Regions from separate parts of the Mus musculus genome. Here regions 1 and 2 are each linked to region 3. Evidence: chromatin contacts called from public Hi-C and HiChIP or PLAC-seq data. All regions are on one chromosome and are shown on one strand. The core of a region is the stretch at or near the end of the contact, and the rest is flanking DNA. Distances in the headings are between cores, read along the strand shown. Region 1 holds the start of Fam210b (family with sequence similarity 210, member B). Region 2 overlaps Cass4 (Cas scaffolding protein family member 4). Region 3 holds the start of Rae1 (ribonucleic acid export 1).

Region 1 (3,602 bases), core at 665-3,164, 650 kb after region 3:
AGCCAGCAAGCCACTTGCATACGAACTCCTCCCCCTCCCCCCCCCAGGGTCACAAGTGGCCTCCACTCACTTGGTCTATGTGACCCTGAACCCTGAGCTCTGAAAGGGCTCCTTGTGTGGCGTATCTCCCCATCTCTGGCACAGTGCAGTCCTTGCTGTAGGCAAGAGGTTGACATGTCACTCAAGACACTTGATTTACTATCTAGAACATTTGGAGACCCCAGCTGGCCTCCCAGTGAAGGCAGGCAGGTTGGAGGTGGAGTGGGAATGCCGGACTGAGTCCCAGGGCAGGTCCCTCCCCCACAGTTGGCTTCTTGAGGAGTATCCTTTTTGAAGTACAAGCTCAGCTCCTGGGCTCTGGAGGCCCTGGGCGGTGTGACACGGATGACAGAAATCACTGGTGTCAGCCATGATGTACCAGATGCCAGCTAGCATGCTGTCGCCTATCACATTCACCCTCTGGGAAATGACTTAGTAACATCTCATTTTACAGACATGGAAAAGGGATAGCGTTTGATCAAAGTGATTGACTTAGCAAGCAGAGACATGGATCCTATGAGCCTGAGACCAGACTTATCCTTGCTGTAAACACACCTGTCAAGGCAGAGTGTGTGTTTAAGGTTAGGGTTAGGGTTAGGGTTAGGCTACCAACAGGGCTGATGTGGCAGAACAAGGTGAGAGGTTGTACCAGATCGTGAAGGCAGCTAAGATCTGAGCGCTAGAGAAGAGACAGTATAGGGCGGGGGGGCACACTACTGGTAGTCAGGGAAGACTTTCTGGAGGAGAGGGAAGCTATGCGGTGCCCTGAAGCACGGTACGCTGTGAGTATCCTGACTTGTGCTCAGGAGCAGAGCTGAGGCCAGTGTCCTGTCTGTCAGGCAGGAGAGAGGGGAAGGAAGTCCTTCCATCATTGTGCTCGGCACTCAAGGAAAGCGACCAATCCCTAACTGAAAAGCCACGGGAGCAGACAGTACTCAGAACTGCCCGATTCATGGCAGTGATCTTTCTTTCAGACTCCCCCAGACCTCGACGCTTCCGATCTACTACTTCTGAACTCCTGCTTTTTTTTTTTTTTTTTTTTTTTTTTGAGACCTACTTGAGATATGCTGCTGTCTGAATGGAAGCTGGTTTTCACTCTGAGCACTCAGGGCAAGTAACCACAACAAAACGGGATGGACTGCCTGCTCTGAGCCTGCTCTTCCAGCTAGATAAAAGGGTGGCGCAAGGAGCACAGGGAAGCGGTAGATGTACCGGCGGCACCGGCGATGCCGCCTCCTGGGCCCAGTGCCCAGGCCTCAACTGAACTTCAAAAGGAACAAGTCCAGGGGCCGGACTGGAAGTTCATATAGAATTCAGGCCCCTTGCGATCGGCTCGGTAACGCCACTGTTCTGGCTTTCGAAACTGGGGCTCGGCGGGCGACTCCATGACCTTGGGCAGCGCACCATTCCACTCCTAGCCTCAGTTTCTCCGGCTGCTAACTGAAAGAGATTTTTCTCGGATTCTAGGAATCTGAGAACTCAGGGACCCCGGAGGTGACCCGTTTCGGTCAGGTGCAATGTAAAAATTGTCCATTGGGGCTGGCCCTGGCACGGCGCTCCGGCCACTTGGGGATCAGGGTCCGAGTGGCTGTGGGGAGTCTTACCTGGCGGCTGAGACAGTCCCCGCGGGCCGTGCGCAGCAGTCGGGCGTCCGGAACCGGATGGGACAAGGCTAAGGCCCAGAGCGGTGGAGCACAGGAGGTGGCGGTTCCCAGGAGCCAAGGGGCCAGGGGCCGCAGCCGGGTGCTCACTCTTCCTGCCGGGCCAAGCAGCGTCAACAGCCCGGCCATGGCGCGCCGCGAGCGCAGCTCCAGTGTGCCCACTCGGGAATCAGCTCCAACACAGCGCGGTGGGCGGGGCCGAGACCGGGGCCTCGAGCTCCACCCCCCGACAGGCCCCGCCCCAACACCTTTAGGGCCCGCCCCCGGAGCGGAGCTGAGCGTGGGATAGGCGGGGCTCTATAGCGGAGCGCAGGTTTTGGGCTCCACCCAACAGCTCCGCCCTCCGCAGAAGCAGCCTATCCATGAGTGGGTGGGGCATCTGGAGACGCTCGCTCTCTTTTGTTCCCGCCCCTCAGCCCCGCTTCCTTGGCTAAGTTCCGCCTCCTGAAGCGGAGTGGGCGGGGCTGGGGACCTGCCAAGTCTATCAGCCTAGTTCTCAGGACCTCAGGCCAGTTCTTTGTGGAATGCATTTTCTCAGAACTTTCCAGGATTTTGAGTTTCCGGACTGTGGAGCGCGGCTGGCGGCTGTTTCAAGCGAGGGCTAATGCATTCTTTGTTTTTCCTCTCAGCCGAATGGGTGAAACCTGGAAGACTGATGCTTACGTGAATGCTTTAAAGAAGAAAGGAACTATAGAGGTTAACTCTCACTTGAAGAAGCCCTCTAAATGAGCCTACTATATCGCGGCTGTGAACATGAAAGCAGCCACTGTGGAGAAAAGTTTTGTACTTTCACAGATAGTTAAAAGTACACAAACCAGGTTGGTCAGCAACTCCGCTCCCATAGTGTCTCAAGAGAAGCAAAGACTCACATTTCTGTCGGACTAAAATCTGACAAGAGGGCACTCTCTCTTACCTGGTGACTATGCACTGCCTGGGGACTTGGGCCCACAGGAAGGCGTTGCTGGCATTAGATGTGGCCCCTCTACCTTGGACCTCTAGGCCCATGAGCCAAAATTAACCCTTCTGTTCTTATAACTTAAAGAAATAATAGTAAACTGTTATCTTGACATGGTGGTGCAGATCTGTAACTCAAGCACCCAGGAGGCTGAGACAGAAGGATTAAGAGTTCAAGGCCAGCCTCGACCCCAGGAGAACCTGTCCTACACACATGCTCAGAAGACAGCAATACTCATAGCAGGGCAGTCCAGATATCTGTCAGCTGGAGAATGGAACTTCCATCTGTGGATCACTTGCTATCCAAGCTGAGTTCCACCCTGGGGCCCAGGCAAGGTGGGGGTGGGGGCTGGGAGGTGGGGGGAGAGAGCCACAGTCTCCACAAAGTGCTCCTCTGGCCTGTACACATGCTCCCTCCCATGCAATAATAATAAAAAAATTTTTTTAAAGTAAGGCGTGAACACCTTCATCCTAGGGACAAGTCTCAGGACTGCTTTGCCAAATGGAAAATTCCAGCCACAAACACAACATGCAGGAGGATTTCATCTTCAGAGAATGCAAAGTTCACAGGCAAAATTCTGGACCCCCCCCCCCAAAAAGGTCAGCGGCTATCTAGGATTGTGAGTGGGATTTGGGCGGGGATTCAAGGAGCAGGGGGCTGACAGGGCAGTGAGGGTCACCACAATAAGCAAAGCTCACTTTTATGCAGAGCAATCATACTTCAGTGAAACAATGCCAGCGGTCCCCAGGACAGGCACCGTGGCCCAGCCTATAACTACAGTATTTGGGAAGTAGAGGCAGGAGCTCCAGACCAGCCCCCAAGCTCAGTCTCCTTGACCCAAAAGAATAAAATGTATAAAGCTAACATTCTCAAGATGTGCTGGCTGGATTCCAGCTTGGCAGAGCTCTCAGAGTCAGAAACCACGCTGGTTATGCCTGAGCTCTGTT
Region 2 (3,335 bases), core at 67-2,566, 590 kb after region 3:
TAATGCTGCTGTCACGTGGCACTGACCCTGCCCCCTCCCCGCCCCCAACCATCCTTCAGTGCCTAGGCACTCTTGGGGTCCAGAAGCTTCCAGGCCCTCTGTGGTTTTCTATCTCCCATACTTCCCCACCAGCCTTCCATGGTCTCTCTGGCTGAGGATTTCGGTCCTGCCCACGCTCTCCCCTCCACCCCCAAACACACCAGCAGCTTTTCACCCATTGAAATTCCACGCTTCTAGACTCTTCATGAATGCCACTTCCTGAGAAAAAGTGTTCTTTGATGCCACCCTGCAAACCAAACTGGTTCTTCTAGCCTGTTTAGGATCTTCCCATGTCTGTCTCTAACTCACAGAGGACAACCATCCCTCTGACTGTCTCCCACGAGAGCAGGGTTCACACCCTCCTCCCTCTCAGCTGTGTCCCCCGGGGCCCACATTAGCCCTTGGTTGGTTTCATGATGGACAGGGCAGAGCCACACGCTGCTGGGGCTGTTGAGTCTCTAGGAGATAAAAAGTCAGAGCAGGAACACCTAGTTCTGTCTAGAGTGGGAGACAGGCAGTTTCCTGTGACACTGTGGTGGCCCTTTAAGCACAATGTAGAAGGAATGCTCACAGAGCTGGAACCAGATAAATGCTGGAATTGCCCTGGAATGTGGTGTCATTGTTTCACATGGAGGCCTGCAGAAACCAGCTGGGTTGATGTGCTAAAGGGCAGGGTTACAGACTCTTGTTGCGTGTTGACTAAAGGCTCAGACTTGGTAAAGCAACGGGATCCTTTCTAGAGGTTTTGTTTGGCTTTCAAACTTTGCTTCTCTGCCGTCTAGGCTGACCTTAAACTTCTGATCCTCCTGTCTCCACAGAGTTCAGGGACAGTGTGTGAGCCACTACACCTGGCAACTTGTTCTATTTCTGTAGGAGAGTCACAATTTTACCTTGTTGAAAGCTACTTATTAGTAATTCTATTTATTACTTAGGGGTCTGAGGCAGAAGGATTACTGTTAGTTTGAAGCCACCATGGGACACATTGTACGTCCTAGAAGTGGGCTCTGAGGTGAGAAATCCTGTCTCAAAAATAAGAGAGAGGGAGAGAGAGAGGGAGACAGAGAGAGAGGGAGATGGAGAGGGGGAGGGGAGGGGGAGGGAGACAGAGAGGGGGAGGGGGAGAGGGAGAAGGAGAGGGGGAGGGAAGAGAAAATTGCAACTTAACTATTTATTTTGGGAAAATGAAAAGCAAACGCTGGCTTTCACCCTTCACCACTCTTGTGAAATCTACTCAAAGTGCTTTTGAAGGGAGGCTTGCCACTGAAGCGTGCAGCATCTATCTGGTTCCCCGTGAGTGTCACACTGTCCCAGCAGCTGTGGCTTCTTCTGGGGAGGAGGGGCATTTCCAGAGAGCAATGGATCTTTAGGATCATCCAAGCCAGGAAACATCTGCCCCTCAGGGCACCCACAGCTGCGCTGGATCACCAGCAGCTGCCTCATTCCTGAGATACGGTTGGTTGGTTTCCTCCGACTGCCTGCCTGCCTGCCGCCTGGCCACGTCTTGAAAAGCAAAAGTAACCTCTAAGTGTGTCACAGAACGAGTCCCTTCTGTATAGTAGTTCTTTATAAATAGCACAGAGTGCCTTTGGAACATTAAACAGGCAATTATTATGATTCCCCAATTAATAAAACAACTAATTAAGTGTCTAATTAATAATTAACCAATTAATAGCCAAGTGATTAATCAAAGTATGAATTAATTAGATAATTAATTAATTAATTGAAGTACTGGGGATGGAACCTAGGGCTTCACGTCTGCTGGGTAGGCAACAAAAATTCCCCTAGTGTAGGTCACCAAGTTTTAATAAGAGAGACAATTCCGGTTTGTTACACAAGAAGAAGGAATCAGGCAAGGTGGCCCGGTTCCTGTAATGGATTCAAGCTTTAGGAGGTGGAAGCTGGGAGTTCAAGGTCATCCTGGCCTATAGAAAACCTGGTCTCAAAAGGTCAAACCAAACCAAACACTGCAACAGCAACAGCAACAGCAGAAGAGGAGCGAACCCCACGTGGTAATTCTCGGAACAGAGTGAATTATATGGGATGAGACTTGGTTTTTAAGTTGAGTGCTCAGACATTTTACATCACGAACTCCCAGAATATTTCAGATGTGGGCTGTCTTATCTTCATTTTACAGGTAAGAAAATAGAGGATCAGCGAGGTCTAATAACCTGTTCAAAGTCCCTCGGGCTCTTGGGGTTGCTCCCCATCTATCTTTGACTCACATATCCCTTCTTGGTCTCCAGCAAGAATAATATAAGACTTGTGTGTGTGTGTGTGTGTGTGTGTGTGTGTGTGTGTGTGTGTGTGTGTGTCACACACACATCTAAGTCTGTCTAAAAACTGGAATTGCTCACAACTGCATTAGGATACCAGCTAAGCCCCCCGGTGGCTTTGAGGCCCCACGGTCCACCCTCAGGCCTGCTGATCCTGCCCTCATTAATGGTCTTCCAGCCATATTGTTGATTGACATTTCCATAATGCTTCCAGCCCGGGGCTCATCCCTTGCCATTCCACGTACCCAGAACATTCTTTCACCAGATCTCTTCCTGACTAGCTTCCAGTTCAAGGGTCACCTCTTCCAAGGCCACCTCCCTCTATGCAGAGTTGGACTCCCATATAAAGGCCCTATGGGAGGACATAGCGAGGCGAGTCATAGCCAGTGTGTCACGTAGGGAGGGGAGCCAGCACAGCAGCCCCCCATGGTGACAGCAGGCAGTGAGTCATCACTGTGCACCCAGGCTCCTGGCACCACTGTGCTCAGGGCTTTGAAAATAACACATGGAAGCAGTTGACCGCCGCAGCTATGCAACCTGACAGCTGTCCAGCGGTCGTCAAGGATGGCTCGCAAACTATTTTTTAATAGCGTGTTAATTTGGAAACGTTGGCATGGATACTTTAGGGATGATGCAGGACACACGACTGTCTCTGCTTCTTGTGGGTGGGCACACGGGCAGCTAGAGTTCACACATAAAAGGAGAGGTGTTCTTATTTTAAAACTTAGAAACATTTTGTTTTGTGTGCATAGGTGTATGTGCACTTGTGTGTGTGTGTGTGTGTGTATGTGTGTGTGTGTGTGCTTGCATATGAACCACAGCATGCATGTGGAGGTCAGAGGACAACTTGCTGGCGTCAGTTCTTTCTACAATATGGTCTCCAGATAGAACTCAAGCCAACAGGATGCAGCAGGTTTTTCCTTACTGCCCTTTAGCCAGAGTCTTCCCACTGGCCCCAGGGGGTTCTTCTTCATTCTTGCTTTTATGAAAAAAAAAATTAAACAGCTGTCCTGTGCATTCCAT
Region 3 (3,617 bases), core at 287-2,786:
TGGAGCCATCGATAGTCAGCACTGCTTTCTTGAGCGTGGCAGTCTACCGGGCCCTACCGTCCCTCGCCATGCCTCATCTTCCGGCTGTCCTGAAACAACAGTGCACATTCTCCAGGCTCCTCTGTGGCTGGTGAGTTGGCTCAGGTAGTAAAGACACTTGGTGTGCAAGCCTGGAAACCCGAGTTCGACCCTCAGAACCAACAGAAAGGCAGGCGAGAACTCCAAAGTTGTCCTCTGCCCAGATGTGGACTGTGACACGCATGCATGGCCATACACACAACAGGCAGAGAAAGTTTAGGGTTAGTCAGGTGAGCTGGCACAGGTGATCTCTGCACTTGGGAGGCAGGGTCAGGAGGAGCAGGCCATCCCTGACTGTACAGAAATCTGAGGACAGCCTGGTCTACAAAAGAGCCCATTTAAAGAAAAGGATTTGCACGGTCTAACACTGAATGTAATTGACAACTGTGTCGTTGCCAAGGAAACCATCTGTGCACTGTGACTCCAGACTCCCATATGCTTTTGCCACATTTCAAGCTGTTACTAAAAAGCAAATTCTTAAAACCCAGACTTCCACCAAGTCAGCCACCTCTCCAAAAGCGAGGCTAAGGCCCGAGCAATCCACAGCCTAATGAGGGTCGCTTCCTTAAAATAACAAGGAAAGGGAAACTGCAAGGAACTGTGGGAGCGCATTTGACTCCTGCTGCCTTCGAGACAGCCACGATGTGTCAGAGCCACCATAAGGTGCACATTCACGTCTCAGAAGACGGCTCGGGAGACAACTCTCGGGGCTGAGGACTACAAGCCTGTCTGTACAGGGAGAGGGATGCACAGACACGCAGCCAGGGCTATGTTTCTCCGGAGCGTGAGTTAGTCTTGATTTTCACCGGAAAAACTAACTCCTCCATCCTGGAGTTAGGAAACGAAACGACCCCCAGTGTGTGCTGGGATCCGCACGCTCCTCTCCCGTGCAATTTACTTGAGGACTTAGTTTCAGATCACCATGCGCACGTGAGAAGAGCAAGGGCGTACCGGGTGCCCTGCAGCGGGGGTGAAGAGGCGGTCGGACCTCTGGCAGGCAGCGCAGCCATCTCTCCAGCTCCCGTAGCTCTCAGGGGCCTTTCTCCTGGCTGACTGGGTTAGCTCGGGCTGCTCCCAAGCGTCCGACCACGCCCGCCGGCTCGGCCGTGCCCCTCCCATCCGCGCACGCCGCGGTCCCCCACCGTCCCCTCACCCCCGTGGCCTGGGCGGTGTGCGCACGCGGAGAGGCCCGGCCTACCTAGCGGAGCGCACGGGGTCCGGCTGCAGAGAGGGGCTCGGTCTCCTCACGCGGGCCCGGGCTTCCCGGAGGGAGCGCGGCGGCCGCCTGAGGAACACGCACGCGGCGGGGCCCGAAGCCACGGACCTGCTCTGGCGCGGGGCAGAGGGGGCGCAGCCGGGAGACCCCAGACCGCCGAGTCGTCCGCCTCAAGCCGGTGGAAACTGCCCCGTTACCACAGAAGCACCGCGCACGCGCCACGAGCCACTTCCGGGACTGCCCGGAAAGCGTCAGAGCACGGCGTCCCGCCCCTCTCAAGGCGGGCGCACATGCGCAGAAGCCCTGCTGAGGGCGAGAGGAAGTGTTTATGCCAGCAGTTGTGCGTTTGTGGAAAGTCGGCCAGCGCAGTTGCCAGGCAACTAGTTGAGAGAGGGCGTTGTTTTCGCGTGTGTATCGTTATATTGATTGTTGTTTAAACGTCTAAAGATGATCGTGGAGCCGAAGAGATGGCTCAGCGGCCAAGAGCAGTGGCTTCTTGGGGAAGACCCAGATTCTATTCCCAACACCTACTGGACGGCTCACAGGTCCAAGAGAACCAACACCAGTTCTTGGAGAACTGACGCCCTCTTCTGGTCTCTGTGGTCATTGCACGCAGTGGTGCTTAAACTTCTTCAGGCAACATACTCATATACATGTAAAAACAAAAAACAAACAAACAAACAAACAAAAAAAGAGTTCCCCAGCTCAGATCTAGCACTGTCCTCTGAGAGGCTGCCTACTTGGAACATCCCGAGCGGTATGATAAGGGGAATGGTTCCTACTCCCTGAGATGTTTAAGATTTATTTCCGTGCATGGATGTTGTCCCTGTGTGTATGTATATGCACCACATGCTTGGGGAGGCATGAAAACTGTGTAGGAGCCCCTGGAACAGGAGTTACAGATAGTCGAACCATCATGTGGGTACTGGGAACCGAACCATGGCTCTCTTCAAGAGCAACAAGTACACTTAATTACTGAGCCCCATGTACTAATAGGTCAGTATTAAGCCTGTTTGAAACACAAAAGTCCTGCTCTATGAAACATTCCACATAGAGTGTTTAAGGTGTCAGATAAAATGACAACATAGTTAGCTAGATTCCAGAATGGGGGTTCCAATGAACCAATCAGGGAAAGCGGTTTTAGAGAGAGAGAAAGGACAAGTGTCAGTGAGGAAGAACAAAATGTGATTGGTCCCTACAAAATTAGTTTCCTTGTTGGGCAACTTGGCAGGCCTTCCAATCCCTGCACGCAGGAGGTAGAGGCAGGGGGTGGGGGGGGGCGTCTCTGTGAGTTCTAGGCCAATCAGAACTACACAGAAATGTTCTGTCTCCAAAACAATTTTTAAAAATGTAAGGCAGGAACAGGGTTACAGAACAATGGAATAAAAACTGGCCGCTGGTTACCTGTCTTAAGGGACCTCAGTACAACACAGAGGAAACAGGCCTGTCTAGGACACTTGGTGATCATCTACTTACTCCCATCCCCTGAGAAGTCAAATAACAAGGTTTAGTTAGCGTACATAGTGTTTGGTTTGTCGTCGTCGTGTTTATTCCTGTTGGGGCTCAGGGGAAGAGTTGGGTCCAGAGTAGAGGGCTCCTTTAGGTTGGTTTCACAGGGCATTGTTACTATGACCTTCCCAGGACCCGCCCAGACTGATTCCTCTGTCTCCCCAGCCTTGTGATCCCTGTCTAAAGAATTCATTAACTAGCCAGCACAGCACACCCTTAGTGAGGGCAGCTGACAGTGACCAAAGAGGCTTTACAGTAACGGCCACAACCATCAAGCAGCAAACAGCACAGTTCCCTTTAGGGCCATGGCCCTTGCAGCACTGCATTATAGTCCTGCGGGGTGTGCTGGATAGTTTTATGCCAACTTGACACAAGCTAAAGTCATCTGACAGGAGGGAACCTCAGTTAAGAAAATGCCTCCATAAGATTAGGCTGTGCGCAAGACAGTAAAGCAATTCCTTAATTAGTGATCAGTGGTGGAGGGCCCAACCCATGGTGGATGGGGCCATCCCTGGGTTCTATAAGAAAGCAGGCTGAGCAAGCCACAGAAAGCAAGCCAGTAAGCAGCATCCCACCATGGCCTCTGCATCAGCTCTTGCTCCAGGTTCCTGCCCTGACTTCCTTTGCTAATGACCTGTGATGTAGACGCCTAAGCAGAATAAACCCTTTCCTCCCCAGCGTGCTTTGCTTATGGTGTTAATCACGGCAGTGGCAACTGTAACTAAGACAGGTGGTGTTGCAGCCTATGCAGCCAGCTTCAGATAGTTATCAACCTCGCAGGCCACGGGGAGATCATGTCGGGCAGAAAGGTCAT

The links. A called contact is a pair of places that touch in the nucleus more often than the background predicts. HiChIP or PLAC-seq counts read pairs in DNA pulled down with a chosen protein or histone mark.
Region 1: a Hi-C map of rod photoreceptor shows a contact between it and region 3, with 4 times the contacts expected there. The contact joins the promoter of Fam210b here to the promoter of Rae1 in region 3. A contact is called at or near these places in 1 of 39 promoter capture datasets (erythroid cells), 1 of 15 datasets of contacts at CTCF or cohesin (large pre-B cells), 4 of 484 Hi-C or Micro-C datasets (the G1E-ER4 cell line, cardiomyocytes and rod photoreceptor), 4 of 115 datasets of contacts at active chromatin or transcription factors (astrocytes, bone marrow-derived macrophages, large pre-B cells and 1 more) and 1 of 9 other capture datasets (liver).
Region 2: a contact with region 3 is called in an H3K4me3 HiChIP or PLAC-seq map of craniofacial prominence, with 5 times the contacts expected there. The contact joins the enhancer-like site here to the promoter of Rae1 in region 3. A contact is called at or near these places in 1 of 39 promoter capture datasets (the C10 cell line), 3 of 115 datasets of contacts at active chromatin or transcription factors (acute myeloid leukemia, craniofacial prominence and embryonic forebrain) and 1 of 9 other capture datasets (embryonic stem cells).

The regions. Positions count from the first base shown.
Region 1 is chr2:172,343,889-172,347,490 of GRCm38.p6, reverse strand. It overlaps Fam210b (family with sequence similarity 210, member B), which reads right to left and starts at 1,914. Exons shown (of 3, transcript NM_025912.4): 1 at 1,644-1,914. The coding sequence starts at 1,829.
Region 2 is chr2:172,410,737-172,414,071 of GRCm38.p6, reverse strand. All of the region lies in intron 1 of Cass4 (Cas scaffolding protein family member 4), which reads right to left. Among named protein-coding and RNA genes, the nearest start is that of Cass4, 19 kb to the right of the region's middle. Within about 2 kb of position 1,316, at least 79 of the 459 cell types and tissues checked have an H3K27ac peak or open chromatin away from gene starts, as enhancers often do. A contact at or near this core is called in craniofacial prominence, where this site is marked.
Region 3 is chr2:172,998,036-173,001,652 of GRCm38.p6, reverse strand. It overlaps Rae1 (ribonucleic acid export 1), which reads right to left and starts at 1,536. Exons shown (of 12, transcript NM_175112.5): 1 at 1,277-1,536.